Regions from separate parts of the Mus musculus genome. Here all the other regions are linked to region 4. Evidence: chromatin contacts called from public HiChIP or PLAC-seq data. All regions are on one chromosome and are shown on one strand. The core of a region is the stretch at or near the end of the contact, and the rest is flanking DNA. Distances in the headings are between cores, read along the strand shown.

The links. HiChIP or PLAC-seq counts read pairs in DNA pulled down with a chosen protein or histone mark.
Region 1: an HNF4G HiChIP or PLAC-seq map of pancreatic cancer cells shows a contact between it and region 4. The contact joins two enhancer-like sites. A contact is called at or near these places in 3 of 39 promoter capture datasets (the C10 cell line, cranial neural crest and frontonasal cranial neural crest), 1 of 15 datasets of contacts at CTCF or cohesin (large pre-B cells), 4 of 484 Hi-C or Micro-C datasets (the HL-1 cell line, bone marrow-derived macrophages, embryonic stem cells and 1 more), 1 of 115 datasets of contacts at active chromatin or transcription factors (pancreatic cancer cells) and 1 of 9 other capture datasets (embryonic stem cells).
Region 2: an HNF4G HiChIP or PLAC-seq map of pancreatic cancer cells shows a contact between it and region 4. The contact joins two enhancer-like sites.
Region 3: a contact with region 4 is called in a FOXA1 HiChIP or PLAC-seq map of pancreatic cancer cells. The contact joins two enhancer-like sites. A contact is called at or near these places in 2 of 39 promoter capture datasets (cranial neural crest and second pharyngeal arch cranial neural crest) and 1 of 115 datasets of contacts at active chromatin or transcription factors (pancreatic cancer cells).

What each region holds. Positions count from the first base shown.
Region 1 is chr6:146,300,075-146,306,180 of GRCm38.p6, reverse strand. The region is part of intron 34 of Itpr2 (inositol 1,4,5-triphosphate receptor 2); the gene reads left to right. Among named protein-coding and RNA genes, the nearest start is that of Gm35596, 83 kb to the right of the region's middle. Within about 2 kb of position 1,325, at least 8 of the 459 cell types and tissues checked have an H3K27ac peak or open chromatin away from gene starts, as enhancers often do. A contact at or near this core is called in the HL-1 cell line and pancreatic cancer cells, where this site is marked.
Region 2 is chr6:146,008,993-146,015,537 of GRCm38.p6, reverse strand. The region is part of intron 2 of Gm32838 (a long non-coding RNA gene); the gene reads right to left. Gm32914 (a long non-coding RNA gene) reads left to right here and starts at 1,434. Exons shown (of 4, transcript XR_869600.1): 1 at 1,434-2,392. Within about 2 kb of position 4,872, at least 102 of the 459 cell types and tissues checked have an H3K27ac peak or open chromatin away from gene starts, as enhancers often do. A contact at or near this core is called in pancreatic cancer cells, where this site is marked.
Region 3 is chr6:146,184,416-146,190,711 of GRCm38.p6, reverse strand. Itpr2 (inositol 1,4,5-triphosphate receptor 2) reads left to right here. Exons shown (of 57, transcript NM_019923.4): 47 at 64-256; 48 at 3,147-3,272. It overlaps Gm35768 (a long non-coding RNA gene), which reads right to left. Exons shown (of 5, transcript XR_003956373.1): 5 at 1,446-3,305. Among named protein-coding and RNA genes, the nearest start is that of Gm35707, 9.8 kb to the left of the region's middle. Within about 2 kb of position 4,956, at least 44 of the 459 cell types and tissues checked have an H3K27ac peak or open chromatin away from gene starts, as enhancers often do. A contact at or near this core is called in pancreatic cancer cells, where this site is marked.
Region 4 is chr6:145,372,698-145,379,387 of GRCm38.p6, reverse strand. LOC105247329 (a long non-coding RNA gene) reads left to right here. Exons shown (of 4, transcript XR_001785414.2): 1 at 1-219; 2 at 2,765-2,911; 3 at 4,278-4,472. Among named protein-coding and RNA genes, the nearest start is that of Gm38926, 28 kb to the right of the region's middle. Within about 2 kb of position 5,312, at least 93 of the 459 cell types and tissues checked have an H3K27ac peak or open chromatin away from gene starts, as enhancers often do. A contact at or near this core is called in the HL-1 cell line and pancreatic cancer cells, where this site is marked.

The DNA.
Region 1 (6,106 bases), core at 76-2,575, 930 kb before region 4:
TTGCACCCACAGACAGGAAGCAGGGAGCCATGAATGCTGGTGCTTAGCTCATTCGTTTTTATTCAGGTGGAGACCCCAGCTGTTGGGCCAGAGCCACCTTAGGCAGGGTGGTTCTTCCTTCCTTGGTCAAATGTCTCTGGAAACACCCTCATGGATACATCCAAGAGCACTGCTAGGTGTTTCTAAATCTTGCTAACAATGTGATGGTAACCATTGAATGGGTGCACATTGATTTATCATAGTCTGTGGACTCGGGAGACATTGCCTTGGCTAGTTTCAAAAGGCAATATGACAACAGATTTGTGTTTAAAGATCAAATTAACTTGTGTGTGATTCTAGGGTTAGGCACCTCACACCCCCCACTCCACACACAGTATAAAACAGAATAACTTCCTATGACCTAGTGAAGGTTGGGGTTTCACAGACAGAAAGGGGCTGAGGAGGGCAGAGGCGGGACACTGAGCTGGCCAGCTATTTGAAAGTTCCTTTCTGTATAACGGGAAAGCAGAGAGACATCCACAGCATGGCAGGGTTGGCTCCATCTCTCTTGGAAACTGGCCTGTTTCTGAACCCAGTCAATACATCCTTCTGATTAGGTCAGGTGTCCTGAGACATCAGGCAGTCTACAAGTGTGGCTTCCCATGAAGTTCAGCCATTGCGGGGACCCGTGTGAAACTTTACAGCTCAGATACACAATCATTTTGGCTTTGGCTTTCTTTAAAAATACACAGCAACACTGAGATTTGGCACAGCTCAGACATTTAAGAATATAATGTTTAAGGGAATAGAGAATAATATATATGTAAAACATGGCACAGCCTGGGCAGACATATAGTTATAAAGCCTTTTGATGCATTTGTGAAGTGGTAAACACATTTCTTATAAATGCAAATATCAAGTGTAGTTTGCATGTGTGAAACACCTGTTTCTAAAGTATTTTCAAAGTACCATTAGCTCAGCCTGTCTGTCATCCAAAATCTTCATCATGTATGCACTGGATACATACGTGGTAAGAAGACAGCAGACCTACTCACTCAGCCCTTCCCTCCCTGTGAGCAGTAAGCGCTTGCTGGGTGCTGAGGAAGGTTAAGGCGACAGGGATCTGTAGATGTGCCTGGTTAGACATTGTTCCTCAGTTCACCCATTCCTGTAAGCACATGGCAGAAGGCTTCCAGCCTGTGATATTTGCAGCTCGATGCAGGGAAACAAATGCACACACATCCCCGTGGTTCTGCATTCTTTTGTGTGACCATAACCAACCTCACTCTATTTTTAAACATCTAATGTTTGCAGTCATCTCTAACGTGAAGGAAGAAAGTAAACAGCTAGGAGTGGACCTTCTGAGTCATGACGAATGCTGTCCTGTGATGTTGTTAGCACACCAGCAACGCCAGAGAACGCCTTTCTCCTTAGCATTGTGTTTGGAGTTTGTTGATCTTAAAAATATTGCTAGAGTTTTAATGCACTTTTTCTCTGCCATGTGTGAGGAAAAGAACTTTTCCATATGATTGAGCCACCAGTATTTCCTTTGCTATGAAAGGTCATATCCGGTAATTTGAGTTCAACCGTTACATAGTAAGAAGTGAGCTCTTTGACTATTTGGTAGCTAGTTTTCTTACATTTTCTTTGAAATAATTTATTTTTTTAGCATAAGGAATACATATTCACATATTGCACATTATATTATATACTATATGTTATATAGAATGTGTTATAATGTAGGTAATAATAACAGGGCTTCTTAGTTTGTGTCGGTGTTTGCACACATTCCTGTGTGTGCAGTTGTGTTTAGGGCAACCCTTCTTTTAGAGAGGTTCTCCATGGGTCTGGGATCTTCCAAGTAGGTTAGTGAGTCCTGGGTTCTCCATCTGTGTCCCTAGTGCTGGGTTTCAAGTGCACGCTGTCACGCTTGGCTTGTTCTGGACTGTGGAGCTCGGCTACTCGCCCTATGAAGCATGCGTTTTACTAAGCCGTTAGCCCAAACTGATTTCTTTTTAAAGTTCAATTCCATTTTCAGAATAGCGTCTGTCGTTCTGCGGTGTTGTTCCATCCTCAGAGGATTTTCATAGTTTTGGTTTTTCCGTATCTTTCTGGTGTTACTGTTAAAAGCCTTGAGCTCTGTGGAAGTAAGTGTGGTGGCCCATGTCTGCAACCTCTGCACTCAGCAGACTGGGGCCATAAAGACTGTGAGTTCCTCCTGGTCACAGAGAGTGAGATAAAGAAAGGGGAAGAGATGGGAGGGAGAGGTGGAGGGAACAAGAGAATGGGAGGGTAGGGGAGTCTGACTTCGAGACATCTAGTATACACTTACTTACAGGTTGTGTGGCATGGACTCAGTGTTATCTTTCCAGATGACTAGTCAGGCCTTCCTCTCCTGTTCTTGGGTGACCGTAAGAAGCAGGTGCTTTGTTCAGGTAGAGGATTGCAGGAGCATCCATGTGGTAGAGTTGGAGTGTCACACAGGCAGCATGTATCCGTGCTTTCAATGTTCTTCCTATTTAAAATCTCTACTGGGTTGGGGAAATAGCTCAGTCAGTGGAGCACCCACAAGGGGACCTGAGCTCAATCTGTACAGCCATATGAAGAGCCTTGACATTGTGCCATGTGCCTCTAATTCCAGTCCTGTCAAGGCAGAGATAGGAGGATCCCTGGGGCTTACTGGCCCAATTCCAGGCTAGTGAGAGAGGTGGGGTCAGTAAATACAGGCAAAGTTGTCGTTTGGTCTCCATACAGGCATGTGCACACACATGCACCCTTGCACACACACACACACACACACACACATACACACACACAGAGGCACACACAGGCACACACACACACAAAGGCACACACACACACACATACAAACAGAGGCACACACAGCTACATACACACACACACACACACACACACACAGCTACACACACACAGTGAGTGCTCCACTGTCTGAGCTATTTCCCCAACCCAGTAGAGATTTTAAATAGGAAGAACATTGAAAACACAGAGGTGCACACAGCCACACAAACACACACAGCCACACATACACAAGAGGCACACACAGACACACACACACACACACACACACACACACACACACACAGGCACACATACACACAGAGGCACACACACACAGAGGCACACATAGCTACACACACACACAGCCACACACACATATACAGAGACACACACAGGCAGGCGCACACACACACACTCACACACACTCACTCACATGCACGCACACAGGCATGAATCCTGTGTGCGGATTTATTCTGAGGACTTTGCGCTGGAGAGCAGGTGCAGCTCCCGCCCACGTCTTCCTCCTCCAGCTCCAGCTGTTCTGGTTCTGATGGGCTGACACCCAAGCACATTTTCTAATTAATGCTCCTCTCCCTGCTGCCTCTCCCCATACCTGTCAGTGTGTATATCTAAGCACTTTTCCATGGCACCTCTCACAGAGCTGTATGTGTTTTCAGAAGGTTCGGTCTGGCAGATACCATCAGTGACTCCAGCTAGTTAAAAACGTTCACAGAACACACAATTTTTAATGAATTATAATTAGAAATAGATTCAGATTACATCCTAAAGCCCCTGAAGAGACTTGTCATATCCAGGAAAATTTTAGGATTTATAAGCCTAATTAGGAGGTTAGCCTTGTAATAAAAATACCCGTGAATAAAGGTGGCTCATTTCTGAGAAGTCATCTTCTCTAGGCAAAGGTCCCCCAAAGCAAAGTGCCTGGGCATTGGCCTCTTTCCCACTCATTTGTTAGGGACTTGGATGTCTGTCCTCTGGTGACACATTCTTAACAAGGCAGTTGTTCTAACTTAGGGACGAAAAAGGAACACGTCTTTGTAGGAAATTTAATATGACCCGTATTACATGTGGCAGGCATGAGGAATGACTGGGCATAGCAGGCTCATTAGCTGAGTGTTGTTGTTAACCATGGGGATTTACCCTGCTCTGTATATACTGCATATACCACAGAGCCCAGATTGTTCCAGCTTGATGGAATTTAACTTGGTTTGGATCACAGTGCTGACTTGAAAACATTGTTTTCCCAGTCAGTGCTCCTGTGCATGAGGCAAAACAAATGCTTTTCCTAATCTCAGGGTTCCTTTCTGACCCCCACCCCTGGTGCCTTTTAACCAACCAACTCAGCACTTTTCATTTTGATTTCAAACTAATATCTGTATTGACAGAGCAGAGAATCTGCCTCAGGCTATGTTTGTAGAGGTTTTTTTTTTTAAATTTAATTTGTTTGCTGTTGTCTTGTTTTGCTGAGAAGTGAACCAAACACTTCATGTGTGATGGGCATGTGTCCTACCGTGAGCTGCACTTCTAGCCCTTAAAGTGTTGGCTCACTGTTCTGTGTGCCCCTGGTGTCTCCCTTGGTTGCAGGGTTAATCTTTTGTGGCTTCAAAGTCATGGTTTTTAACCGTAGGCCACAGTTTACATTGAGGCCAGGAAAGTTGCGTATTTTACCTGGTGTTCATATTGTGTAGTTCATATTAAGGCAGGACACTAGGTCGGAATGGTCACGCAAATTGGGGAACAGAAAAATATTCGAACAGTTCACAATGGTGGAGTGCCTTCAGCTTTCCCTCCATGTGCCACCACTGAAGACGAGGTGGAACGGCTACTCATGGGTGGACCTGGGGTGGGCATGTGTGGCTGTGCGTACTTACTCATACAAGGGAGAGACTCAGCACTGAACTAAATTTCCATGGATGTCTTTGGAAAAGTCTTCCTGCAGCTTTTCCTTGTATGTCATATTATTAAAAAAGCAAACAAACATTTCATTGCTGTTGTTCTCATTCATGCATATCTCATGTGCCTGCATGTGGGTTTGTGCAGTGAGTACAGACCTCAGAGTCTGGAAGAGGGAGAGCATCATGGGCTCTGAGAACTGAGCTCAGATCCTGTGGAAATATGTACTCTTACCCAGTCAGCCATCCCTCCAGCCCTGTCTGCTGTATTCTTAGCAGCTATCCTTAGATGCTGGGAGCCTCTAATGTGTCTGACCCATGCAGGGGCCATAAGTGCACAGTCTAAGCAGAGCTGACAGCCTGGCTGCAGTGCTCTGTCACTTTGGTTGGCTGGGCAGTGACCCTGAAGGAGCACCATTCAGTGTTCAGTTGCTCAGATCTTCAAAGCCAATGCTGCTCATGTGGGAAATGTCCAAGAAGGAGCAGAAGTCTCAGCAGAGTTTGATCATGGATCAAGACTGAGTATCTATAAAAACCATGTGTTGCTCAGCAGTGTGGAGGCTGCCTGTCCCGGAAACAACGTGTCTTGATGTAGCGTGGGAGAGGGACATGGACAGAGGCACTGTGTGCTTCCACGGGAAGCTGTCAGGGACAGCAGGGGTCTGTTCTAGATGAATCTAGACTACGTTGCGCTGGGTCAGGAGGGCTGCTCCCAGTGTTCCTAAGCCTTCAGCTGAAACTTGCATTTAAGTTGGTACCTGACTCTGTTGGCAGCAGAAATTTCTTGTTTCACTGAAGTGTTAAATAGCACTTAACTGGTGGTGAATTTTCACCAGTGGAAACAGTCCCATTTACTAGTATTTTCCTATTAATGCAAAAGAAAACCTTTCTCCCTCCCCTCCCTCCGTCCTTGCCTTCCTCCTTCCCTCCCCCATCTCTCTCCTCTATCCCGCCTCTCTCCTCTTTCCTCCCCTCTCTTTCCCATCTGTCTCCTCTTCCTCTCTCTCTCTAATCTCCCTCTATTTCCCTATTTTCTTCTCATTTCCCTTTCCTACCTTCTCTTTGCCTTCTCTCTCCTCCCACTCCTTCCTCATCTTCTCTCTTTGTCTCCTTCTCCTCTCACCTCTTTCTCCCTCCCTCCCTTCTTTCCTTCCCCCACTCTCCCTTCCCTCTCCCTCCCTCTTCCCCTCCCTCCCTCCTTCCCTCCCTCCCTCCCTCCCTCCCTCCTTCCCTCCCTCCCTCCTTCCCTCCTCTCTCCCATTCTTCTTTCCTATGTTTAGCATTTAGAACGCATCTTCTGGGTCCTGTTGCTGTAACTGTGACTGTGATCCACATGTGTCCATTTCTTGACTGAGTAGCTCTAAGATTCACGCTTTCACGTATATTACAAGGAAACACTGCACCCCCCCCCATACTCC
Region 2 (6,545 bases), core at 3,623-6,122, 640 kb before region 4:
TCTTGGTCTCTATCACTGGATCATAAGGGAGTCTCAAACAGTCGTATGTACAAATTGAGGGATGGGGTGTGACCCGCCACAGTGATGACACAAGAGCCCAAGTCACCAGCTTTGTGGCTTACTTGTCCCTTGGTCCTTGCTTTAGGCCCCTTTTAGAAGCCCCCCTTCCATCTCACAATGGCGTGTGGTTAGGCCAATCAGAGTGTATGTTTCATTGAGTTATTCGGCCAGGGCCCCAATCCTGAGGGACAGCTTTGGCCATTAGCTCACTTTCTGCCTCATCTCCCCTGTCAGTAGGATTCAGCATGCTGGTTTTTGAGTGGCATACAAGTCCCTGCTGCATGTGCCATGGCCGTGCTAGAGGCCTGTGGGTTCTTCTCTGTGGTCACCTGACTATTCTTGTTTCAGACACCCAGTGACCACTCTGCTTATCAGAGCTGTCTCCCATATCACAGGGTCTTCTTGTCCAAATAGAAGGGGAGCCTGTATCTTGGTCAGGCCTGGTCCATATCCCTTCCTTGCTCTGGGCCCTTCTTAGAGCTAAAAGTCCATAATTGGCTGTTATATCATCCAATACCAATGATTGAAATGTTATATTATAGTGTTCTCCAGTGCAGTCAGAGGCTCCACTCTGCTGTCTGTCGACTGTATCAGTGTGCAGTGGCCACTGACACTCATCAGAATATCTGATTGGTTTGCTCTCATTTGCTGTTTTACATTTTGATGAGTTAGATGGGAATATGCCGGGACAACTGGCCCTGCATTCTTCAGATTGTTACCAACAGCCTGAATAGACACTCCTTTCCTGCAGTAACTCCGTGTATCGTCCTTCTCTATGGTGCCTCCCACTCCAAAGACAAGCACAGCAATGTGCATGCTTTGAAATGAAGATCCTTAAAGAGATAGATGGGGTAACAGCAAAGGCATATGAACAAACTGAGGAAGTGTGTTCCAGAATTTTCCACTTCTGTTCCTGAACACTCTTGCCACCCTAGTCCCATGACTGCGGTCATCAGATGGCCCGCTACTTTTCCTGCTTTATTGTCCCACTTGCATAATCCACCCAACAGAGCATGATTTTCTTTCCAAATATAACTCAAATGCAAGTCACTTCTCTGTTGAAACCCTCTTGTGTTGGCTGGTGCTTCTTGTCACGTTGCCACAAACCTATACTATCTGGGAAAAGGGAGTCTTACCTGAGAATACACCTCCATAAGACTGGCCTGTAGGCAAGCCTGTGGGGTTTTTATTTTGGTTATTGATGGATGTGGGAGGGTTCATCTCACAGTGGACAGGACCCCTGGGAGGTGGTCCTGAATGCTATACAAAAGCAGGCCAGGCAGGCCATAGGAGAAAGCCAGTAAACGGTACTCCTCTGCTTCAGTTCCTGCCTCCAGATTCCTGCCTCGAGTTCTAATCCTGACTTCCCTCAGTGAGCACTGTGATCTGAAACTAACCCTTTCCTCCTCAAGTTGCTTTTGGTCATGGTATTTCCGAGATGGAATCCTAACACTGTTCCCAGTTTTCTATAGCAGGTACAGATCCAAATTCTCTACTATCACTCTCTGGTGTCTCTGGTCAGTGGGAGCTTGCTACCACCTGCTCATATCTCAAGAACTAGGAAGTATAGAGTGATGCTGACAGGGTTGGGGGCTGTGACCTGTGAGGTCCCACCTCCTAAAGGCTAACACCCTCCAGTAGCAGCACCACCAAATGGGAACTGAGGATTTGAACCTATGAGCATGAGCTCTGTACAGCAAACCCTAACAGCTTTCCCTGTTTTCCTTCCAGGTTTCTACTTGGCATACCCTGTTTACTCAGAGTTACGTGACAGGTTTTCTTGTCCCACTGTCTTGAGTTGAAAGTATCGTCTCTCACTGACCACATGCTTCACGCACTCGTGAAATGGGGACCACATATGGTCATGAAGCTAAAGTTTCAGCATCATAGGCCAATGGGCCCCAGATCTAAATCTAGTTTATCAATGCTATCTGGGCAGGAAGTAGACTCCTAGCTCCTTCTCTTTGACCTCAAATCAAGAATTCTTGTTGAATTAAGTGATAAAAGCCAGCACCTGTGTTTTACTTAGCTTCACCTATGCCTTTAGTCAGCTTTTTAAAATTTCAAATGTTCTCTGAAAATATCTTCTCCATAAGTGTCCCTGTCAAGTGTTTTTTTTAGACCCAAAAATTCTGCCCTTTCTGTTTTCTGTTTGCAGTAGCCAGATTTCCCATGTACATGTGTGGCCATGAAGGAACCCTCGAACACACAGGCCAATAATTTCTCTGTTTCCATTTTTCTATAGGCCAGGAATCTTTTCATCAGACATATGGAAATGTTTATACCTCTTCTGATGGAGTCTCAGCCTCACAGCCAGAGCCACAAGTGACAGGTGAGCCTGGTCTCTTAGAGCCTTTAAATTTTTCTATGAAAAAAAAAAAAAGCAAGTTTTTACAAGATTGGGCACATCCTCTCCCACTGAGAGAAGGGTCACTCTTTCAGAGGTGAAAAGGGAGGGAGAGAGGGAAAAACTCTGCAAGCAGAGACTGGGAGCAGGGCAGCATTTGGGATATAAATAAATAAAATAATTAATTAAAAAAACTGAAAAAAAAAGTCATATCTGGGAGTGGTCATGACCTGTATCCCAGCACTGGGGAAGTAGAGTCAGATGATCAAAGGAAGGGTTCTGACACAAGGTCACAGTCACCTGAGCTGCTGGCTGACACCCTGCCTCAAAACGACAAAGGTGTTTAAAAACATACAAACAAAAACCCCAAAACAAAAAGGCCAGGTCCTTCAAAGGGTAGAAAGCCAGATCCACGTCTCTTGTTCTGCACAGCACTCGCTGGAAGACCCTAAACTCTGAAACCGCCAGAGGAAGGTACAGGGCAGCCATTCCAGCTTTCCGAAAATGACTCAGGCCACACAAAACTGACATGTGGGGTTGCATGAAATTCAAAACCCTCTGCACAGGAAAGGAAATAACGGGGAGTGTCCAGACAGCTAGACACAGAGAACATTCCTTGCCGACTGTGTGTCTGACAAGAGGCTCATCCCTAGGCGTATAAAGAACCCCAAACCTCCAAATATTCCCACCAGTAAACAGACTAACAGCTCTCAGAAGGAGGCATATAAACCAAAGAGAGACATTTGAAGAAAAAAAGAAAAAGGATCAACACTTTTATCCATTAGGGAAATAAAATAACACCAAAGAATAGCGCAAAAGTTATTGGCCAGGTACATCGTCCTCTACCTTTCCGTGGTGACTAGAGAGGAAACCTCATCATTGCCAGCAGAAGGGGGTTTGACACCGTGCTGCCCGTACAGCCACAGAATCTGCCTTTCATCCTAAGAGCAATTTTAGGCTTTAAGTCAGAAACCTCTTAATCCTATTAAAGAAATGTACAAAAAAAAAAAAAATGAGGAAAAGCATCAGAAGAGAGTGTGAAGCCAGGCTAAGTAACACCTCTAACAATCAAAGCCACAGCAGGGGTTGGTGGACCTTCCTGTTCCCAAGCTGATGGCCCCTCAATGGCCTCACCACCTTGGAAGTGGTCTTAGAATCACAGCCAAGTTCTCAGGGCCCAGGAAGAGAAAAGAAAGCTAGTTACAAGTCTCCCACCTGTCCAGTTGTGCTGCCCACCATATTGGCTGTGGGTGGGGCTCCTTCCACAGGATAAGAAGACTTGAGCCCTAGTGGGTAATGCTGGCAGTGTCGACCTGTTCCTGACAGGCTCCAAAGAACTTGCTTCTTCTCCTGGGCTTGGAGATGGTGGCTCAGTGGGTAAGAGCACTTGCTCTTCAAGCACAGTGACGTGAGTTCAAATCGCAGCACCCTTGTGAGGATCTGGATGTGACTGCACTGTGCCTTGTAGCACTGGTATCAGAAAGGTGGAGATGGGTCAACTCTGAGAGCTTGCTGGCCGCTGGCCAGTCAGCCTAGCTAAAAATATGGTCTTCTGGTCCAGTGAGAGACTCTATCTTAAGGGGATAAGGTTAAGAGCAATAGAGGAAGACACCTGATGGTGCACAGGGTACACGAACCTACACACTCATGTACATATATCATATACACCACAGAAAAGAAAAAAAAAAACAAAACACTTGCTTCTCCATGTCTACCTATTTGGCTGGGAGACAAACAGAGGCAGGGGAGGAAAGGGGGAGAGGGAGTACACTGTATAGGGATGTACATATACATATATGGAGGGAGGGGGTGACCATGCATGTGTGGGCCATGTGTAACCATGCACTGTATAGAAATGACCACGCATTTGTACACCTGCATTGAATCAGAACTCAGCTGGCATTTCCCAGGTGCTGCGCACCTTAGGGCTTTTACTTGCTGTTGCTATTGTTTGAGATTGGGGCTCTCATGAGTCTGAGTCCACTGGTTAGGCTGGGCTAGCTGGAGAGTGAGCCCCAGGGATCCACCTCCTTCTGCCTCCGCATCTCTGGGATTACAAGTGTGTGCCACCACACCCAGCTTTTCAACGTGAGTTCTGGGAGACTGAACTTGGGTCCTCGTGCTTGCGATACACTGGGCCACAGCAGCTTGGACTTCTGACCTCAGCTCTGGGATGTCACTGGCTTTGTTCTTGCTGTCCTGATTCCAGGACTACATCTATACACAACACAGCTCTGCTTCTTTTTCTTCCTGGCACCCACAAAGGTCTCCATCTCACCTCAGACACTCATTAACACAGGTGTCTGGGGCTTCCCTAGAAATGATGTGGCTTTTGCTGCTCCTACTGGGCAGAGCCTGCTGTGGCCTTCCCAGAAAAGCCTCTCTCCTTTGTCCTTACAGGGCCTGAATTGGCCTAGTTCTGGGAAGCTGCCCAGTGGGAACCAACCTTGTTTGCAGTCCTTGTCTGTGTTTGGCATAGGGGAGCCTTTCCTCAAGGGACAGCCTGTACCTGAGCTGACTCAAGCCGAAAGGGTGGCCTGGCCTTCCTTTTCCAGATCTGTGGTTTGATAGTATTCCCGACCCAACCACAGTTGCCTTGGCAGCAGGCAGTCCCTGAGGCCTGCCGGGAAAATTCCATACTCCGATTTGGCACCTGTTCCTGGTAGCAGACAGGCCTGGACTGCTAGGGAAGAATGCAGACATGATAAGTTAGATACTGAACTGGTTGGGGCAATGGCAGTCCTTGCAGACAAAAGGAGCCCGAGAAGCTGAGTGAGAGAAATGGCTTCTTGTTGCTCCCGTGTGGGCAGTAAATCCCTGCCCTCCCCAGGATTGCCCTGGTCTGGCAGGATGGAGCACAGATGATCCCCGATGGCCTACGTGCCAGCCACAAGCCACGCTTGAACACTGCTAGTTCAGCCTCCACAGAGAATCCCTTCTCCGGGGATGAGAGCTGCTGTTCCAAACCCCAGTGAACTGGAACGCATCCACCCTGCAGTGCTCTGTGGCTGGCTGAATCGGGATGTTGGCCTGTGTGTGTGGGAAATGTCGCCCGTTTCTCTGAAATCTGAGTATAAAAAGCCATGTGACCATACAGGAGCTATAGTTCTAAAAACGTTCACTGCCTTGTGCTTGATACCCTCAGTTCCTTGGGGTGGCAAGCAAGCTTCTGTCTTAATGATAGTCTAGCATAAAATAATACAAATCGTTGATTTCTGTTTTAGCCTGCTCATTCCAAATGGCTGGTTCGGAACAGGTGAGAGATGAAGGTGAGAAGAGACAGAAATAATACTCCACGACTGTCTCTTTGGCTCTGGGGACATCTCCTAAGAGGTCAACGCTCCTCCTTGTGCTTTGGAGCGTGTGTGTGTGTGTGTGTGTGTGTGTGTGTGTGTGTGTCCGTGTCCCATGCTGGGAGCTGGGAAGCGGGTCCAGTCTCCTGCAGCTGCGGTGCCCAGCCGAGCAGAGAGGGAACAGCGGGAGGTGCAGGCAGGCATAAGCTTTGGTAAACTGTTGTTGACATTACATTTTATCCACAACTAAAAACCACCTTTGAAGGAATGAAATAAAGCAAAATAAACAAAACAAAGAGAGGGAATAGTGAGAGAACCCTGTTTTCTTTACTGGGAGGAGAATGGAGAAGGAAAAGGATAAGGACCCACAGAGCCCTCAGGCATCCCATGGGAGATGACAGCCACTGCCCTCCCCAAGGCATGCTGAAAGCACCAGCCTCTCAGAGCAGAAGGGAGGGTTCCTAGTTGGCACCTGAGAGGTTTCCAGGGCAAGCATCCTGACCAAGGAGTGCTGCTGTGAACAGAAAGGACAGCCAGGAGTATGCCCAACAACACTGCAGACAACCCAAGTGGCCAGGCTTCTATGCCATCTCAGAGTCCTTGAACTACAAGGCAGGGGTCCCAAGCCTCACCGGGAAAAGGTTCTAAGTGTCTTGCAAATGGGAAAATCCTTATAATGAGTATGCATAGAAAAGGCATGAAGTCATATCACCCCAAAGAGGCAGAGATGGGGAACTAGCAGAAGTGAAATAAGCCCCCAGCCAGCACCCTTTGATGGTGACTATGGCTATAAAAACTTCAGAAGCCCACAGAGGGAGAGAGAGCAAAGGCCTCAGAGGGCAAAG
Region 3 (6,296 bases), core at 3,707-6,206, 810 kb before region 4:
TTAAAAACTGAGTCTGAGACTGAGGTGTGCAAAAGTCTGAAACCGAACGCCGATCATTTCCAGATTGTGCGGCATGACCGGACTATGGAGCAGATTGTTTTCCCGGTCCCCAACATCTGTGAATTCCTCACTCGGGAATCCAAGTACCGAGTGTTCAACACAACGGAGAGGGATGAGCAAGGAAGCAAGGTGAACGACTTCTTCCAGCAAACGGAAGATCTCTACAACGAGATGAAATGGCAAAAGAAGATCAGAAGTGAGTGTGAGACATGGGGGGCGGGGAGGGGCAGGGTCACATGGCCAGAGACAGAGGGGCAGCGCCAGGGTCACTTAGCCCAATTTATCTAGATAATTAATTGGATTTCTTGTCAGTTTAATGTCCCTGAAATCATCTGTAGGCTGGAGTGAGCCCCTGTTGCTGCTGGAGCCAAACCTTCTGCAGCTTGGTGGACTTAGAAATTCCCAGTCAACCAGATGGCCCGCAGCTGCTGCAGAGCGTGTTTTTTTAAATGTGTTATTAGCTGCAAGGCTGCAGCTGAGCTGTTGCGCTGCCGGATGACTGCAGGTGTGAAGTCCTGTGTTGACCCCTAGACTTCAATAGTCAGCGCATGGGGTTGGGCGACGTCTGCCAGAGCCCTCTCACTCAGTGTCCTCTGTGTGTGTTTAGACAGGACCTCACAGCTCAGCCTGTCCTCAGATTCATTCTGTACCATAGATGACTCCACATCCCAAGTGCTTAGAGTTTTCGTGGGAGTCATTCTTTCTTCCTCCCTCCCTTTTTCCATCGAAATCTAGCAAGCCTGTAACCAGAGCCCAGTGATATTGTAGTCAAAACCATCACCATGTAGTTCTCTCCAATTGGAGCGCAGATCTCCCATGTGTTTGGAAACACACTGAGTTTCCGATACTTTTTAATTTTAAAGTTTTAAGTCATTTTAATGAGGCTGGGGAGATGGCCTAGAGGTAAAGCCACAGGGTAGCTCGTAGCCATCCAGGTGCCTCCAGGGCACCGAGTGCACAGAGGGTCCGCACGACATGTATGTGAGCAAAACGCTCGTGCACATAAAATAAAATAAGCCTACGTTTTAAAAGTCAAGGCTCTTGGAGTTAGGTCCTTTTTGTCTTTTGGAGACTTTCCCAGGTGTGACTTGGATTTCACAATTCAGTTTGCTAGACTGTTCACCAAGAGACACTAGGTGAGTGGAGCTGCTCAAAGGCTCCTTTGGGTATAAGATGATGTCACGCAGGTTTAGATTCCTAAGACACTGGCGTTCTTTAGAATTTTACCACATAGAACTCAGCAGAAAAACTGGGCATCCATTATATGTAGAATATTCAGAAATTTTTATTTGAGATATTTGAAAAATAATTTATCCATATTAATTGAATAATAAACTCAAATTAATTAAAAAATCAATTGACTAACAGACTGAAACTCTAGGATCTGTGTTTTGTGGCAAACATTTTATTTATTTGTTTACCTATTTATTACAAAAATAAAACTTAAAATAATTACCAGTGGGCATGGTATTTTAAGTCTTAGAAGCAGTTGATCACAAGGATATTGTCTCAGTGATTCTGTGGACTTGTAGATAGAGAGGAGTGGGAACAGCACAGGTGTCTACAGTTCACGATCATGGGATTGCCCAGTAAAATTCCCATCACAGCCTCCTCCACTGTGGAGTATTGCCCAAGAGGAGGAAAGTGAGAACTCAGGAGGGACACAATCCCAGACAACAGAGGGCCCAGACAGAGGTATGACATAGATCCAAAAAGTACACGATTTTCCCTGTCATAAACCTCACCCTACTGACTCTGATATTTTGTCTTTAAATTTTTAATTATGATTTTTAATTATGTGTATGTGCCTTTGCTTATTGTGGTCTTTTACACATGCGTATAGTACCTGCAAAGGCTGAAAGGTGTCATATGCCCTGGATTTGGAGTTACAGCAATGGTCACCTACTTGATGTGGGTGCCGGGAACTGAGCTGGGCCCTCTGCAAAAACAGTGCATGTCCTAACTGCTGAGCCATCTCTCCAGCCCCAAACTCTAGCATTTTCGTCTTTTAGGTTGTTTCGTTTGAAATAGGGTTTCATGTAGCCCAGGGTGGCTTCAAACTCACTCTGTAGCTTAGGCTGACCTTCAGCTACTGGTCTTCCCGCTTCCACCTCCCAAATGCTAGGGTTATGAACAAACACCACCATGTCCATCCCATTCTGTATTTCAATCCTATGTCAAGACATTACAAGATGAATGGTAGACAAGACCCAAAGGAGCCACAAAGCGTCCAATGTAGGCTGATAATGTAGCTCCTCTAAACCACTTGCATTACAAATTTCCACAGCTATTTAGATGTGGAAAGAACTGAGTTTCTGTTAAATACTGGTAGATACATTTATTAACTCCTTTCTGATGACAGGCATTTTCCCTTTCTGGAAATACTCAGCAAATTATTGACTTCTTACTGTGGACTTTTCTCCCGTGGCTTCAAAACCAGAACATAATTAGAAACATTCAAATTAAAAGTGTAGATAATACTATAGCATTTTTAAAAAGTGGGGTCTCACTGCATAACCGAGGCTGGCCTCAGACTCCCATGTTGCTATCAAACTTGTAGGCATCCTTCTGCCTCAGCCTCTCAGTGGATGCTGAGACTGCAGGCCTGGGAAACCATTATGTCTCTCTGGTTCCCATGCATGCTGAGCTGCAGTGCTGAGACTGCGGTTTCCAGGTAACTGCACCTGTAAAAGTCTTTCCAGTAGATATATACCTGAGTCTGCCCTCCTGGCTTTTATGAAATTACATCGTGAGGATAAGACCATCCTACCCATCAGTATTATCAGTCCTCCAGTGAGTGGGGCCCGTGAACCATTTGCCACGTTCCCCTAATTTGCATGGTCCAGAATCTAGGGATTTACTGTAGAATCACCTTTGCTCACACTCTTGAAGGATAAAAAAGGAACTAAGAAAAATGCCTTTACCATCTGGTCTTATAATATGCTTTCTAAGTAAGTCACGGTTTCTTCAGACGCACTTCTGTGACCAGTCACAATCGCATTGCCCATACTGTTAGCTCGGCAGGGCTCCTGTGTTGACGGCAGCATATACTGGCCATTCTCACCCCTGTTCTTGTTGCTTCCTAGACAACCCCGCCCTGTTCTGGTTCTCCAGGCACATCTCACTCTGGGGGAGCATCTCCTTCAACCTGGCTGTGTTCATCAACCTGGCTGTGGCTCTCTTCTACCCATTCGGGGATGACGGTGATGAAGGCAAGTGCTTGTCTTTCTGCAAAAGATGGATGCCTGGGGAAAAAAAATCACAAAAAAATTCTCAAATTGCATTCCTTAAGTCTCTAGAGCTTCAAAACAAAGAAGCTTAGTTCTCAATGAATATTTTTTCTGTATTCATTGAGAGTGTAGAGGTAGTAAGTAGAGTAGACTGAAAACCGTGGCCAGTAGAAATGTTGTTTTACAGAAATTTCATGAATGTGTAACTACTGGGGGGATTATGTTGCTTCCACATAATTAGAGTGATCAAACATACTTTATTCTGCGTTATCGCAGTTATGTAAGTGAGAGCCTGATGCGCAAGTATTTTGATGAAAGGATCACAATTATATTTTACTTTCTGTCTTGTCTGGGTGTTTTGTAGTAAGCATACCCACAAAATACATGTTTTGATTCTATAATACTGTACATTTATAACACTAATAATCTCATCCTTAGAAACACACAGCCTACAATATACTGAAATGGTGGACAATGAAGGATATTGACTATGAAATTGGTATCATTAATCTGGTAGTGCATGAGCTTTTACAAAAGCAAAGACAGGAATTTGAAGTGAAGCATGAAATTCCATAAGAATTGGGTGGGGTTTTTGAATATTGTTCAGGTTTAGCAAATTGCTTGAGAACAATCTGTTACAGGTATGAGGTACAACCTGGAGAGTAACTTTGGAATGGGTAGAAGAATGGGTGGGAGGCAAACATGAGAGAAATAAGCAAATAATAGCTTTGGAGTGACCCTGGGGCACATAGGGTTGGTGAGATGCTGTCAGCAGAGCATTAGCAGTTCCTGACTGTTGGACCAAGAGTGGTTGTTAGAAGGTGAATACTGTCACTGCCATCCTGAGGGAGACATGAGAGATGGTACCATAACAGCAACAGCTATGTAAGCAAATCTCAGAGGAACTGGAGACAATGAGGAGAGATGGGAGCCCAAGAACAACTGACCGTTTTCCAGTCTTTGTCAGATCCCATGGGCATCAAAGCCTTCATCTTAGCTGCAGTTTGAGCTGGCATAGTTGAGCTTGTTGTGTTTCTGAGTGCACAGCAGGGATGGGGGAATTGTGAACAGTAGAGCAGGCAAGTCACTGCATAGCAGGAGAACGGCAACGAATGCATGCATCCATCATGTGGGCAGAAGTGGGGATGCCTTTCTCTCCCCTTGATCTGGTCTTACTTTGGTGATGAGCTCTTAGTACAGAGGATCACAGATCTTGAGGGTAAGAACCCATCACAAAATGATCAGTTACTATCTCCTGTGCTCAGACCACTGAGGTTACATGGCAGAGCCCCAGTAAAGAGAAATACAGTCTTTAAGATGGAGACAGACCTGGACATCATCTAATATCAACCTTTCATTTGACATACAGAGCCATGAAAACCCAGTGAAGACCTTCAGCCCCTAAAAGAAGCAGATATAACAAACATGAGGCTGGAAGACACAGATCCCTAGGCCATGTAGAGCCTGGTTACTGGGAACAAGTGTAAACATCACTCTTGAAAAAGATTTTTGAGTCAATAATAGTAGCAAGATGGAGGCTCAGTCCTAGGATGCCAGAGTGTGGGTGCTTCTTAGGGAAGGCAGAGCATACACATAGGGCACCATAAAACCCCATGATGAGTCTGAGTCACATGACTACAGTCTGTGTGAGTCAGCTCATGACAACTTTATGACTAAGGTTAAAGTCTTGATCAAAGTCACCACAACCTCTAAGTCTTGACCACACACTGCATATATGGGCAGAGTGGGCAGATATGCGTGGCCACATTGTGCAGAAGAAAACTGCTGTGTGCTGGTGACAGTTCTTGATGCTGGAGTTTTTCAAACAGGCTAAGCACCTGTTCTTTAGGCTTAATTCAAAACTGTGTAAAGACAGGGCGAATGTAAATCAAAGTTCTCCTAGTAAGTGCCTTGGAGTGATGGGGGCAGACAACACGATAGGCTCCAACTGGAAAGGACTTCAGCAGACAGATCTGAGAACGTTTTGAAAAAAAAAAGATCGACAGTCGTATACTATAAAGCATAGAATAAAACCAACCTGGGGTCTGTATGAATAGGGAAAAGATGATGTTCTTTTTGCTACTGTCCCAGTTAAGAAAGTTGAAGAGTGATAGAAATTGTATGTCACCGTTTGGCTAGTCATAATACTCAATGAATGCTCAAAACAAGGGGTGACTATGAAGAAAAAACACAAGAGCGTTGTACTTTAAGAATCTGCCCGTGATATTCTTAAGCAGTAACAATGGGGAGAGGAGTAACTGTAAAACAGAGAAACCACTCAACAATCGTGAGTGATACCCAGGGAAGGCAATCGTGAAAGCACCCAGCAAATTCAGGTCAGACAGACGTCTGTTAACGTGGGCTGTACTGTCCACCCCTACTACAATCTGCTTCAGAGTCACCGAGCCATCATGGCAAGGGGCCAGCAGAGGCAGGTTGCTTTCCTCCTCCAGACATAGTGAATGGTGAGGTGTCAACCATGCTCTCGGAAGCAACTCAGGCTCAACTGTCTCGTACACACGTGGGTTACCATGTTGGAGAACAACATCCTTCAATCATGAGGATGGTGTGCAGTGACTCAAGGAAGATGTTTCAGGGGAGATGTTGCTCAGATGACCACCCTGAGAGACACCATCCACGTCTACTGGAGCTTTAACTGCTAGGCTTCTGTGGAATTTGTTTATGCTAGGGATGGTTCCGGCCATGCCAACTGAATTGTCCTGGCAAAGTAGTCAGTGTTTTTTTTTTTTTTAATCCCAAGATAAACAAGATTTTTAAACCTAGAGGGAGTTCTTCTTTCCTCCCCACATTTTGAATGTACTTCTTCCTCACAAGCATGTTTGCTGAGGAAAATAAGGTTCTTCAAGGTGATTTCAACTCCCTCAGTTTCACAAGTGTTGTTGGGTACCACTGTGCAGTCGGCATAATGCTAGGCTGAGAGACCCTAAGATTAGTAAAGCTGTTTTACCTCAGAGATCTCAAGGTCTAGTTAAAGGACCAAGAGAT
Region 4 (6,690 bases), core at 4,063-6,562:
ACTGCTAGCTAATGAGTCTTCTTTCACTTCTTTCACTGGCTGCTGAAATCTCAGTAGAGCAGTGGCTGCCTGGAAAAGAAAGCATTTCTAAAGAGGGCGGAGCTGCCAGTCCTGCTGCCCCAGCCCCCGGGTCCTCAGCATTCCACGCACAAGCTGAAGAACCACACAGGCATTCCTGAAGAGCATTTTCCATGTGTGCCTCAGAGAGAGTGAAGGCAGGTGAGATTGTCTGTGGACTCCCAAACCCATCAAGTCCTTTCTCCGGGCTTCCTCTTCTCACCCCAACCTGCCCCACCGTTAATTTCCTGTCCTCCCCCCACCGTGCCCCCTCCCTGTGTCCTCCTCCCCACACCAGGGCAAACTTCCTTCAGTGAGCATATAGCCATCCATCCATGGGGGTGACTTGTAATCTCAGGACAGTTTTACAGACCTGCACCCCACTTCCTTCCCCTTGTACAGGTTTGAGGGCTGGGGGTAGGCTGGAGCTTTCTGACCAGAAGCCAGCCATCACTCTCCCGGGGCTGTGCTGAGAAATGTGTCAGTCCAGGGAGCCGGCACCACCTCTCACATCTGCTGACACCACTTCCCACTAACTAATGCTAGTCACCCACGGTCTGGGACAGCATTCTTCTGGGTCTCTTCTGCCAACAGCATCAGTGTTATGTCCTCTGGTGGCTTCTTGTTGAGGTAACAAAGGAGCCACAGGCTCTCCTCACCACTACACATCAGTTCCCTCCAGGTGAACCTGCAAAGACTTAGCTCCCCTCTACTCCCACCTCCACCCCCAGGCGACCCACGGCAGGCTCCAGGTCTACAGCCCAGTCTGTGTAACACCATGATCACCCGGGCACAGTCTCAGGTGGTCACAATTACCTGGCCTTCAGCACGTGATCCCTACCTACTGCCTGGAGCCGTGGAGCTTGCCTGTCTGCCTGGCTTTAGCCGTCAACTTGACACAGTCCTGCAGTCACCCAAGACAGGGAGCCTCACCTGCAGCATCACCTCCATCAGATTGGCTCATGGCTGAGTACTGTGAGGTTTTCTTAATCGCTAATTGATGTAGGAGGCCAGCCTACTGCAGCCTTGCTATCCTTGGATAGGTGGGCCTCGATTATATGAGGAGAAAGTTAGCTGGGCAGACAACAGGAGCAGGCCAGTTGTTGCTGGACATATTAAAAAAATGAACCCGCCAACTCACTGCACTCCTGCTTCTCTCAACCCGGCAACTCTCCGCACTGCCAGGCCACGTTCCTGCTCTAGTTCTGGCACTGGTGGGCCACAACACGATGTCCCAGCAGGGTCCCTCCGGCTCTGTCCCAAATTCCAATAACTAAATAGATTTGCCATCCTCGAGGTTTGATTACACAATATCCAGTAACCCGATAAAAACAAGACTCAATGCTTATAGTTAGCCAACCAGATTTATATATCAATAAATTCTCAATACACAAGATGCCTATACAATACTTGGATAATGATAAAAGCTGCTCACCTAGATTAGACAAATTATTCCAATATTCTAACCTTTATGATATCATAACTACCTGTGGCTGCTCATAGTTATGCTGATTCACGTCCGACGCCATCTTCCTTTCTCCATGGTCTCTGCTTCCATTTCTGCCTCCAGATTCCTGCCTGAGTTTCTGTCCTGACTTCACTCAGTAGTACACCATGACCTGGATGTGTGAGCTAAGTACACTGTTTCTCCTCCCAAGCTGCTTAGAACACTGTGAAGATTCAATAAATGAAAACAAGGGAAACCCTTACCATAGTGCCCTACAGCCAGAACTCAGTCCATGGTGGCTATACCAAACACATTCCAGCAGAGTCCAGGAGACAGAAGTGGTTCCCAGCTCCGTGCCACGCTGGCGTTTGCTGTAGGCTCCACACCAAGCGATGCTCTAAAATCTATCTGTTGGGGCATCATCACTACTGTCAATGGGTGGGTACTACTGGAGATCAGGTGTCAGAGAGTACGAGGACCTTTGCTGTGTCATGCCACAATAGAGGACCGATACGGGGGCCAGTCACATTTTTCAGTGTTAATGTGTTTTTTAAATGTATCCCGGTGGCTGGAGAGATAACTCAGTAGTTAAGATACTTGCTTCTTTCTCAGAGGAGCCAGGTTTACCCCTCAGGACCCACATCCAGCTTGCAATAGTCTAACTCAGTTCCAGAGGAACCTGAAGCAGCCTTTCGGTCTCCAAGGGCACTGCTTGCACAGAGCATACACAGACAAGAAGGCTCACACACAGATACATACATGAAATTAATTGAATTTTAATTAAAAGTGATAAAATATGTGTGGGATGCCTGTGTGTGTACGTGTGTGTATGTATGTATGCATGTGTGTATGCGTGTACATGTGTGTTTATGTATTCATGTGTGTGTATGTGTGTGCGTGTGTGTATGTGGGTGTGTGTATGTATGTGTGTGTGTGTGTTCATGTGTTTTTGTGTGTGTGTTCATGTGCGTGTGTGTGCGTGCGTGTGTGTGTGTATGTATGCATGTGTGTGTATGGGGGGGTTGGGTGTGTGTGTATTTATGCGTGTGTGTGTGTGTGTGTGTGTGTGTGTGTGTGTGTGTGTGTGTCTGGACCCCACGGAAGAGGTTAGAGGACAGCTCGCTTTCTCATTCCACGTGAGTTATGTTTAGCAAAATGCCGTGAGCTCTCATGGGCTTAGCTTCTGACATCCCTAAGAGACATTCTCAGGGCACACTCCGCATTCCTGTCTCTCACAGCCTGTCCCCCTCTCTTCCGCAGTACCCCCAACCCTGATATGCACGAGTTTTATTGCTGGTATACCTGTTTCGACTGGGCTCCACAAGATCTCTTGTTTCCTGTATTTGATAAGTGTGGTTTTCTGCAAAGGTCTCCATCGGTTGCAAAGAGACGTCTCCTTGATGAAGGGTGAGGACTGCACTTACGTCTGAGGATCTGGAGACTCAAACGGAATGTTTAAATGTATTCCAATGGAATCACTGTAGAGGTGGTACCCCCGACTCCTCCCTTAGACCCGAAGATGTTGCTAGGCAGCACCCGTGGGCCAGCTCTGCATCAAATGGCTCCTCCTGCTCTCCCTACAGGTGCAAGGGTCATAGCCTCCCTGTAGGGGAGGGCTTATGAACATGGAAAAGTGAATGCTAGACAGATGAGATCAGCCTCAATTTACCATATGGACCCACAGCCCAAGGAGGAAGGATGCATCACACCTCTATGGGGTCCATATGGCTGCTTGACTCAGGAACAGGGAACTGTGGAGGACCGGCTTCGTGGTATGGAGAAGGGGAGCTGAGCCCAGTCTTTACCCATGTATGTGACTGCTCTGCTTAAGTAACTCCTGAGAGACAGGCATGTGCTAGGTCTGGTCCTTTCAGTGAAGAGGTCTGCTGGAGCTGGGGGCTCTGTGTGAGAGCAGGAGGGTGGGTGCTGGGGGATTGCAGCTAGGCCAGTCGGAGCTCCCCCAGGTTTCCCAGCTGTCAAGGCAGAACTTAACACTGGTCAAGGCCTGACATTGCAAAAGGGGCCTTCCAAGGAAAGTCTGACAGATGATTGCTGGCACACCCTGATGACTCGATGTCAGGGTGCAGGTAAGAAACTGAGAGGCAAGGTCTGTCGCAAGCCTGGATGCTCTTCTTCCAGGCCAGAGTTAGATTCTGGCTACAAGAGCCCTGTATACCAGCAAAGTTCTCTCAAGTTCCCAAACACACAGAGCCCATGGCTCTGAGATTTGTTCTTTCCATTGAGATCCTACAGACTTGAGTTCATCTTCTGCTATGCCAATGTAATAATTTGGAGGGAAGTATGTCTTGGGATTGTATAAGAGCCATCTGTGGGAAGCGTGAGTGATAAACCCCACGTTGGTCTAAGGTTGTGACCTGAGAGCCGTGGTGAACGAAAACTCTCCTGTCCCACAGAGAATTTACATGGGGTTTGTACATACCAGCCTTGATTTATTTCTCTGGCTTAGCTGCAAGGTGCATGTTATTCTCTGGGTATTTAAATATCACCAATAAATGACAAAGTTAAATGCTTAAAAATTTTAGTTAACTGGCCTCTTCAAGTGTTTTCAAAGAGACAAATGGGAAGAGATACAATATGTTAGTGGACATGAGAGAGTGGGGGAGGGGACATTTGGTGGGCATAAGCAAGTAGGGGGGTTGGTGGACATGAGAGAGTGGGGGAGGGGGCATTTGCCTCTAGCATATTCAGCACACCATATGGATGTTTTTGTCTTCACAATGATTTAAGAAAACATATTTTTCTAACTTTGCAGATGAAAAAGTTGAGCCAAGAGTATCCAGTAGCTACCACAGGAGAACCGCTTGTTAGCCAGAAGCAAGATGCAGTGGGCTGCCCACCTGGTCTCCAGAGTGTGTCTCCTCTGCTGACATCAGACCCATTTCTTCAGCATTTCAACACAAGTCAAAGACAAGCAGCTTCCAGGAAACTTCTAGTCCCTCCACAGCAGGTGAGTACTGCTGAAGCCTCCAGCTTAGGGTCCTTAGCCTCTGCAGTGTAGAGACAGCCATTGGGCTATCCAGCCCTATCAAGTCAGTCAATCTGGTGAATTCTCATGGATGTAAGTATGTGTATATATGTTTACACAGTCACAGTGTGTGTATGCATTCTCCCTGCCCTGTTCCTCTAAAACTCTGACAAACCACAGAGGAGTGCCCAGAGGTCACCAAGTTCTTGCTCCCAGACTAAAGGACTGCTCATAACATGAGGTACCTGCATCTCTAGAACCTGTCTGTCTCTCCACGTCTTTGCTCTGGTGTCAACTTTACCTGTAACCACTCTGTTACCATGACAGCAAGGCAGGAAGCAAGAGAGTGTGGGGACAGTGGAGGAGTTTGAACATGACAATCGAGGCTTAGTGGCCCACACCTGTCACTCCAGTAGTAGGGAGGCCAAGACAGGAGGATCTCCAGTCAAGGCCAGCATGGCTTACAGAATGAGACTCTATCATCCAAACAAACAACACACACACACACACACACACACACACACACACACACCCCAAAACAAAACATACCAAGGAGAGTGGGTGCATCATGCAGGGCCTGGTTACCTGCATGGTCCACTCGGCCATACTTGGAGGCCATCTGGACCCACTGAACCTCAGAGTAGAGAGGATGAGGAGGCTTGTGAGTCCTTTTCTGTCTGTCTAAGCGCACAGTGAGCTCACTCACTGCCCTGGGTGGTGTCTAGAGGATTAAAGAAAACAAGAAATGAAAGCACTAATCCTGGTGCCTAGCACACATCAATCACCAAGTGTGAGACCGCAGCGCCGAGGATGGAAGCTAGCGCTGTGCTCAGTGACAGCCTGCACAGTCATGCTTGAGTAAAAGCTTCCTGGTGTGGACTTGAAGGATGAATAACAGGAATCTGCATGTCGTGGGGGTGGCATGCGAGTGGGTGTGTGAAGCCTCATGAGCAGGATGTGCAGGGATAAAAATAGCCCTCCAGGCAGCTGGTAAACACCTTCCATGGGGAGACAGTAAGACACCATGGTCTTCTTCCCATTTTCCAAAATGTCATCTCTCATCAGCCAAGAGCTTTGAAGAATGTTTGGTCCTAGTGACTCATCACCACCATAAACCAATCAATCACTGTGACTCATTCCCATCCCTGTTGGAGCAGCAATACAGACAAGTAGTGTGTGAATGCTCGAGAGTATGTGAGTGTGTTTGTGTGTGAGAATATGTGTGAGTGTATGTGTATGTGAGTGTAAGTGTGTGTATGTGACTGTGTGTGTATGAGTGGTATGAGTATATATGTGAGTGTGTGTGTGACTGCATAACTGTGTGAGTGTATGTGTATGTGAGGTGTGTGTCTATGTGAGTGTGCATGAGTGTGTATGAGTATATATGGGACTGTGTGTGTGCATGTGTGACTGTATGAGTGTGTGTGTATGTGAGTGTGTATGTGTGAATGTGAGCCTGTATGAACGAGTGTGTATGTGAGAGAGAGAGAGAGAGAGTGTGTGTGTGTGTGTGTGTGTGTGTGTGTGTATGCACATGTACACATACAGATGTGCCTCTCTGCACCTGAGACTTGCTTTCTGCAGAGTAGAGAACATTCGTTTAAGCACAGGAGAGTTGATAGTGGGCTGTTCCACCATGAGAATCAGCAATGGTGGAACGACACCAGCGTTAAACAACAAAATCCAAAGGACGGAAAGAGTCAAGCACTGTGCTTGTTTTTTGGTTGGTTTTATTTTCTTAGTGGTTGAACCCAGGGCCTTGTGTGTGCGAGAAAAACACTACTTCTGGGCTGTTAAAACATCTCTATTATGCTGACATTTTGTGATGTGGGCCCAAGAAAGTATTATAAAAATGCATATTTCAATGCAACATTTAAAATTTTCCTAGCACCTGGAAATAGTGATGAACCTGATGATGCTTCTCTTGACCTAACGGCGCGGGAAGGAGTGGAGAGCCCGAGAGAAGCCATGTTGAAATGCTCTCTTTCACTTGGTCGTCTGCACTCAGGCTTCCTGTGTCTGGTATGTGATCATGCCAAGGTTAAACATTTAAGAGAAAAGTAGGGAATGCGAAGACATTTCAAAACGTTGTGTCAACTTAGCTCCTTCCAGATCTAAGCCCCAGTACTAGCTTATTATATTTTGAATAGATATGGAGAAATAAATAATAAAAGCAGCTTCATTTGCCACTGACGGGCAA